Regions from separate parts of the Sus scrofa genome. Here region 1 is linked to region 2. Evidence: chromatin contacts called from public promoter capture Hi-C data. All regions are on one chromosome and are shown on one strand. The core of a region is the stretch at or near the end of the contact, and the rest is flanking DNA. Distances in the headings are between cores, read along the strand shown. Region 1 holds the start of BCR (breakpoint cluster region protein). Region 2 holds the start of PRR14L (protein PRR14L).

The links. Promoter capture Hi-C pulls out the DNA fragments that hold promoters and counts their contacts.
Region 1: a promoter capture Hi-C map of liver shows a contact between it and region 2, with 3 times the contacts expected there. The contact joins the promoter of BCR here to the promoter of PRR14L in region 2. A contact is called at or near these places in 1 of 5 promoter capture datasets (liver) and 1 of 47 Hi-C or Micro-C datasets (liver).

The regions. Positions count from the first base shown.
Region 1 is chr14:49,206,529-49,210,650 of Sscrofa11.1, reverse strand. It overlaps BCR (breakpoint cluster region protein), which reads right to left and starts at 1,989. Exons shown (of 23, transcript XM_021074056.1): 1 at 584-1,989. The coding sequence starts at 1,889.
Region 2 is chr14:48,416,094-48,420,198 of Sscrofa11.1, reverse strand. PRR14L (protein PRR14L) reads left to right here and starts at 1,959. Exons shown (of 8, transcript XM_021073914.1): 1 at 1,959-2,167.

The DNA of each region.
Region 1 (4,122 bases), core at 740-3,239, 790 kb before region 2:
AGTCAGAACTGCCTGTCGCCTCACTTCCTCCTAATGCATATTTTCACCTGCACTGACTTGTGCAGGAGCTGCGAACCGACACTCCTATGGCCTGGGAGCAACTGGAACATCTTTGGTTCCCCAAACGTGTCACATAACTAACTCTCCCAGGACAGGTGGCAGGGACTGCCCAAGACACAGCTCAATCCCAGCTAAAAGCATCCATCCAGGCGGCAGAGGTGACCCTCTCTGTATACCATCTCTGTGCGCCAGTGGTGGGATCAGAGGACAAGGAGGTGACGGCCCAGAGCATCCTGGTCCTGACCCACAGAGAGTATGGTCGTGAGAAGCACAGGGCTCCAGAACCAAAGACAGGAGCCATCTACCATCCCCAGCACCACTCCTCCCACACTGGGAATCTGCAATCAGGAAGAGGGTGGGATGGAGTTTGTTCAGGCACAGGATCAGTGTGAATGCTTCCAGTCCACAACAGCATCTGAAAATCACTCCCCCAAGTATCTACCTGTTCCTCCCCGGATTCCCAAGCACTCAATGATTTCCAGCCAGGGGCAGGTGTGTCCACCAAGGTGGTGGAGGTACCCACCTGCGTCTCCGTGGAAGGCGCTGTCCTGAGGCAGCCTGCCGGACAAGTTGTCCCCATCGCTGGGCCAGATCTGTCCCGTCTTGCGGACACCTACAATGGTGGCCTCCGACACAACCACCTGGCCCTGCCGGTGCCGCTTCTGGCACTGGGGCGTAGGGGGGCTGCTGCTGTCAAAGGATTGTTGAGAGTTCTGCGAGGGCGAGCGGCTCTTGTCCCGGAACATGCGGTAGGTGGTGGGGCTCGGGGACACGCGGCTGGACTGGCCGGAGGAGAAGTCCTCCTCGCTGGAGGTAAGGTTCTCGTTGGAGCTGCAGTCTGGGGTGTAGCCGCCTCCGCTGTCCTCAAAGCTCCGAGGGGAGTAGGATCTGCGGGGCCAGGTAAGGCGCTTCTCCTGCTCCGAGGTGCTCTGGCTGCGCTGGAGCGGGCCCTTGCCCTCCCCTTCCACCATCATGCCCCCGACGTAGATGCTCTGGTAGGGCTGGTACTCCAGGGGCGGCCAGGGGGGCCTGCCGCCGCCATTGGCATTGATCAGGTTGTCCTTTAGGAAGCGTGGGTTCAACTCAGCGTCCTCGTAGTCGCCATCGAGGCCGCAACCGCTCTCAGAGGTGCGTCCACGGTAGGAGGGCCTGGACACGTCCACTGGGCCGGACCCGGCGCTCTGCTGGGACTTCTTGCGCTCCATTTGCATGGCCTGGCTGCCCAGGGAGCTGATATGGTCCGACACGTCTTTGTCGTTGACCTTCACCAGGCCGCGCTCGTGGTGGAACTCGACGTTCACGTAGAAGGGTTTCTCGGTGTCTGCCGCAGTAGGCTGGCTGGGGCCCTTGCGGATCCTCTCGAAGTTGGAGCGCAGCGCCGCCACGCTGGTGGGGGGCCCGCGGTCGTCGCGGTCCGCGGGAGCGGCGGCCCCAGGCCTGCGCGTAGCCGCCGGCCTGGCCTTGCCCGGGGAGCCCTCCCCGTCGGGCCGCGCCTCGGGCTCATCCACTGGAGGAGGGTCGGCGCCGTCGGCGGGCGCAGGCGGGAGGCGCGGCGCGCGGGGCTCCGCGGCGCCGTCGGGGGGCTGCGCGGCGCGCCGGAAGCCCCAGCGCTGTCGGTCATAGCTCTTCTTCTCCTTGGCCAACAGCGTCTGCAGGTAGATCATGCGGAAGCGCTCCTGGTTCACCTCCTGCTCCAGGCGCCGGATGGAGGCCTTGCAGCGCTCCAGCTCCTGCTCGATGTCTCCCACTGAGCGCAGCTCCATGCGCGGCGGCTCCGAGTCCGGGAACTGCGCCTTCCACGCCTCGGCGAAGCCCACCGGGTCCACCATGGCGCTGCCGGCCTCACCTGCGCTAGCCGGCTGCGCGCGGGGCCCGGCTTAGCGGCGACGCGGCGGCCTCGCCAGGCCCGGCCCGGAGAGCCGGGTGGCCCCCATTCCCCCGGCGGGGCGGCGGCAGCAGCGGGGGGTGAACAATGCCCGCCCCCTCCGGGGCGGCAGGTGAAGCTGCGGCCCGGCTCCCCCGGCGTGGGGCGGGGCGCGGGGCGGGCGCGGCGCGCGCGCGCGCGGGGCGGGGGAAGGGCGCGGGGCTGCGCGCGCTGCTATTGTGTGCGGGGCTCCCAGCGCGCGGGGCGGGCACTGCCTCCGCTCCGCCGGGGCCGCTAGCCCATGGCCGCTGCTCGCGCGCTGCTCCTCGGGTTCCCGCGCCGCGCCCGGCCACCCCCTCCCCGCGTTGCGCTCTGCCCGCCGGCTCTCGCCGCACTCGCGCCCGGCCCGCACTCGCCGCCGCAGGAAGGGGAGGGCCGGGGGGCGGTGGCCGCGGCGCGGCGGACGGAGCGGGAGGGCCTCTTAAAGGGGCCGCTCCCCCACCCAGTTGCGGCACTGCCGGCGTTCCCGCGCTTGGGGAAACTGAGGCCTGGACAGCGAGTTCTGCCTTCCTGGGACAGGAATCCCGGGTCTTCATTGCTACCCAGCCCGCCGACCCCTCGCTGGCGTCAGGGCTGAGCGCGCCCCCAGCGGGGCCCTGCCCAGTGCGGAGCCAGCGGTGCCAACGGGTTGGTTGATGAAGCAACATCTGCCACACAGGATTGTCACAGAGATAATCAATAGGGATTTCTCCCTGAGGCCACCTAACACCCAGGTCTCCCTTCCTGCGGGCCTAAGCTGGGAGTTCCTCCCAGGGATGCCTGACTTAGAATTTATCTGTGTAATCTGCCTCTAAGGGGGTCGAAAGGGGCTGGGCGAAAGATAGGATACCCCAAGTGGGTAGTGAAACAAAATCTTTTCTCATCCCCCAGGGAAGCCCAGCGATCCTAGACACAAAGCAAGAAGGGTCACTGGAGGGAATTTGGGGGGTGCAAAATGAAAATACCCCTATCAGCTGGCAGGGTGAGGGGAAAAGGAAATAGGATTTGATTTGTCAACCAGAGAACCAGGCTTGAGTCCTGCCCCTCCTCCCACCCCACGTCTCTGTTTCCTGGGCGTTGCCAGGAGCCCCCTGTTGGAGTCCGTGGGGGACTATTGTCACTGCATGGATGTGAGAGGTTATCTTACCCTCCCCCAGGTTTCAGTGCCACCCAGAACGGATGCCCTGACATCTAATCTAGAGGAACAGAGCCCAGGGCCAGCAGCCAGGCCAGCCTGGCTGGGATTCAGCTCTCTCCCACTCCAGGCTTTGTGACCTTGGCAATTCCCTTTCCCTCTCTGAGCTGAAGTTCTGTCCTCATATGTAAGAGAGGGCCCCTCTTACATGTCATAAGCACTGCATGTAAAGCAGCCAGATGGGACAAACAGATAACACTCTCTGTTCCTTTCATGGCTCTTTAATGTTGATGCCCTGGGAGAGTGGCAGGAAAAGCCCTGGGGCAGGACTTGCTGACAACCCTAGGCTCAGCTCACAGCAGCCCCCTGCAGGCTCTCCACTCTCCTGCTGTACCCCCCCCCCCACCCCCACTCCTCTGCAAGGCTGACAAGGCCCTTGTAAAGCATTTCTGCAGGGGAGGAAATGGGAGCTGATGCCCTGACTCTGGGGCCAGCAAAGCCAGGCTGGAATCCCAGCAGTGTCCATATTCTGAGGACCATTTCTTTAAAACAGCTGTAAAAAAACCCTGACCTCACAAGGCATAACACACAGCAGCTCACCATTGGTATCAGCTACCTTACTGGCAGACTAGAACCCAGGACTCTGGGACCCCATTCCCTGGCCATCAGCAGGGAGAATCCCAAAGCACAAACTGCTTTTTTTCCCTTGTTGACAGGGTCCTTCAGTTTCCAGGGGTAATTGTGGGCTCATCAGGGACATTATCATTAAGCACCTAGGGAAAAAAGGATACTTTGTGGGGAGGGGGGCCTTCCTCTATCAGTGAGCTGTCCCTTCTCTGATTTGCAGGCTCTGTCTCAGCCCACCTTAAATAGTGTACGCACAACAAGCTCACATCAGGAACTCTGACACTGTTGGGTTGAGTTTGCAAACTCTCTTCAGCAGAGCAAGTGCCTTGTTAGGCAGAAGGACACAGTAAGATAGTGGCTATCTCCCCATGGGACAGTTTCTTCTGGCTCCAAGGTC
Region 2 (4,105 bases), core at 710-3,209:
GCACAAGATATTTCTTTTTTCCTTAAATTTCTCCCCTCTCAGGTCGGAATACAAAGTGGTTGTTTTCATCCTCCCCAAGGTATTTGAGGGCCAAATGAGGTGAAGGACATGTTACATTAGATCTTTGAAATTAAAAACAAAAAATTAGAGCGCCATATAAATATAACCAAAAGCATGGATTTTATCAGGGAACTGGCTCTCCCCAACTTTTAAAGCATTGAATGATATAGATGGTGCTTCTTTGGGATCCCTTTGTGCTTAATACAGAGCTAGAAACAAGGCTGAGGCTATGGTGAGGTAGGTGAGGCTAATGAAGGCACTTGCCTTACTAAAGGCACAAAAAGTTAATGGGATGCCAGAAAACTCAGCAAGATAAACAATAATTTGATTAAAAAATAAGAATTAATACAAAAATCCACGTTTTTTAAAATAAAGACAAGATCAGTAATGGTGCTGTGCAGCCATATTAGAGCCTAAGGCAAAAGACAAACCAGTAATAATGGGTTTCTCTGATCCTCTTTTTTTTTTTTTTTGTCTTTTTCAGGGATGCACCCTCAACATATGGAGGTTCCCAGGCTAGGGGTTGAATGGGAGCTGGAGTCGTTGGCCTATGCCACAGCGGCACCAGATCTGAGCCATGTCTTTGACCTATACCACAGCTCATGGCAATGCCAGATGCTTAACCCGCTGAGTGAGGCCAGGGATGGAAGCTGTATCCTCATGGATACTAGTCAGAATTGTTTCTGCTGAGCAACGATGGGAACTCCATCAGGTCCTCTTTTGTAGGCATGTAGTTGCCTGAGAAAGAACTTGAGGACTTGGATACTGTAAACGTAGAAATATTTTAAAGTGAACTTCTAGTTAGTTCATCCTAACAGCATCTATAGTAGCCTATATTCTGGAAATATGGATTCAGCCTGTAAACAATACCGTTGGCACTTGGTTTTGTATGTCCCCAAGCCCTAACTAAAGCTTGGAAAGCCACTATGGCAGATAAAATGATACAAGTGTTGACTGGTTCAAAGACACTTTGACCAGAGAAGAGAGGATTGGAGTTCCCGTCATAGTGCAGTGGAAACGAATCCGACTAGGAACCATAAGGTTGAGGGTTCGATCCCTGGCCTTGCCTAATGGGTTAAGCATCTGGCGTTGCCATGAGCTGTAGTGTGGGCTGATGAAGCGGCTCGGATACTGCGTTGCTGAGGCTGTGGTATAGGCCAGGCAGCTGTAGTTCCGATTCGACCCCTAGCCTGGGAACCCCCATATGCCAAGGCTGTGGCCCTAAAACGCAAAAAAAAAGGGGGGGGTAGAATTATTGCCTCTTGCAAACCTCTAGCTCTCTAATCAGACAGGTTAATAACTCCAAGAAGCAACTGATTTCTGCTTAACAAAAGGTTCTGTGTCTTGGGGCGAGTTAATTGTATGCTCTGGACGTTTTCAATTTCCTCTTGAATAAACAGTCTTTTCCTTCCTTCAAATATCTGTTGAGTGTCTGCTTGTGCAAGACACTGCATTAGGTGCTGAGCATAGGTTGATGAACAAAACTAAGGCGCGAGGGACAGATAATAGAGTCAATAAATAGATGAACTGGCAGCTTCAGCTTGTGTTAAAGCTATGAAGAAATCGAAACAAGACGCTCTAAAGGAGATGGAGTAGGGGAATGGCATGATCTGAAACACTGATTCCAAGTATAAAATGATCTCTTGGGATGCCAAGGGAGAAGCCGGGAGGGCCCTGGAGTTGCAGTCATTCGGGCCGGAAAAAGGGACTGGATCACGGCGGTAACAGTGGAATCAGACGCTGACCCTGAGCTCAGCAGGAGCAGAGTTAAAAGGTGTGTTTCCCTTTAACAGTCCAGGCCTCAGGGGCGGGGCAGAGGGCGGCACAAGCTAACAGAGGGAGGGAGGTCCCACGCAGGAAGAGCCGTCCTTAGGAGTGCGCGCCCGCGCGCGCGCGGTGCGAAGGCGGGACTTGGGCGAGCCCGCATGGCTGGCCCGGGCCCGGATGAGGAAGTGCGGGGGGACCATAGAGACGAAGAGGCGGCGGCGGCCGGAGCGCCTCCGGGCTCGCGGGGCTCCGCAGGCTCAGTTAGACTTGGAGGCGTCGGGGCTGCGGCTGCAGAGGCTGGGCTGGCGGGGCGAGCGCGGGCCGCGGAGCAGGCCTCAGGGTAAGAAGCTGGGGAAGCGAAGGCTTCGGGCATATCCGCCCCGCCCCACTCCAGCTTGAGTCGACCCTCCGCCGGGCGGTGCAGGCTGAAGGGAGCCCGGGCCCCCCGCCTTCTCAGGGCGCTGAAGGGAACGCAGCTGTGCTGAGGACGCGGAGCGACCCGGGGAGAGGGAGGAGACCGGGCCCCGCGTTGCGAGAGGAAAACGGCTTCTCTGAGTCATGGCTCCGCGGGGAATGAGAGACTCCTGTTCGACCTCGATATGGCGAGGGACCCCCCAACTTCTCTCCTCCGGGAGGGCGACGCCCCTTGTCGTGGGCAAACGTGCTTCTCCTGCTCCAGTGCGCTTGTCAGCAAAGGGGGATCCGCTCCCGTGTGCGAGAGGGCGATTCCTAACTTATTTTAGGGGGGTGGGGTGGGGATCTCTCTTTTGGTCAGCGACTCCCAGGTGAGGAGACTCAACTTGCCTAAAAGTGACAGAAGGTTTTTTTTTTTACCCCCTGTAAGAGGGTGACCTACCTTTCCTCCTTATTTTTCGCCTTTACCCCGAGATACAGAGAAGACGACCCTGAATTTACTTTGTGGTGGTGGAAGTCAGCCTTTCTCCCCTCCCCCAGTCCCATCCACAGAGGGAGCCTCGCTTCTCTGCTCCCGAGTCTCTTGGTGTGTCTTGAGCTCTCTTCCCTTGCACAATGAAGAGCCCTGCGTTTGGAGTGTGATGGATGCCAGCCTGTGTCTCCCAGTTCCCATCTTTGTGACCTTGACTAATTGCTTCACCTTTTCTCAGTCACCCCATCTCTAATTTGGGTACTCTTTTCCGAGAATTGTCCTAATGGCTAAAGGAAATTTTGTGTGAGTGTGCTTAGTACGTTGTAACTTTTTGGCACATTGTTGCTATTACTGTTACTTATTTGTTTTTTAAAAAAGGTAACTAGTATCTTCCACAGAGAAACATTTTTCCATGCAGGCTCCTTCTATTCCCCTCCCCTCGCCCCCCGCCATCACTTTCTCTCAAGAGAGAAGGCTTTTCACCTGGGGCAGAGAAAGAGGCACTCCTTCTCTCTTACCTACCTTATTTCCCAAATTAACAAAGAAGGTCTCAATTAGAATAATGGCGGTGGCGGTGGGGAGAGGAGAATGTTTTTGGAAGCAGGTCTGTACTCCTAGAGGGAGATCTGTTACCAGAAGCCAGCCTTTCCTTTGTCCACAGAAACTACCATTCTTCGCTACTGGTCGGAGATGCCCTCTCTGTCTCCCTACTTGTTCTAGCAACAAAATAGCTTCCTTCTATCTCATCTGCACGGCCCCCTCTTCCAAAGACTCATCTTCCAACTACTTTCTCTTGCTTTCCCAGGAAAAATAAGACTCTATACCTTTGAGGGGAGGACTCTTTCCTGCTGTATATTTAGAGTGGCACAGATGGTTTCTTTTCTCCCCTTCTTTTGAAAAAGGAATGAAAATCTTTTATGCAGTCTTTGTCAGTAGAAGTCAGGAGCATTTTCACTGTTTCACTCCCCATGTGGAGACAGAGGGATCCTTTCCCTGCATGCTAATAAAGGGAAGAACAGGGAAGCAGTGCTTAGTGTTGTCGAGATTTCCTGTGGACTCCGTGTGGGAGAGCTGGGCCCTGTGTAGGATACCGATGTCCCTGCCCCACTTTCAGTTTGTCTAGAAATCTTGTTAAAAGAGTCTTCTTTCTCTGCTCAAGAAGAGGCCCCCTTCTCCGAATTCCCTCAGGGAGGGATTGGCTACAGTGTCCGAATCTTTGCAAAAGAAAGCCCCTTTCTCAAGGTGAAAGGAGTGTGAACTTCTGAAGGCCTGACCATTATTGTGAGTATTGTCCCTTGACACAAGTGGGGCAGTGCCTGGTGTTGTTATGCTGCCTTTCATTAAGAGCAGCCCCTTAGCTTTGGAATTAAAGGGAAGGGAGACCTCCACACT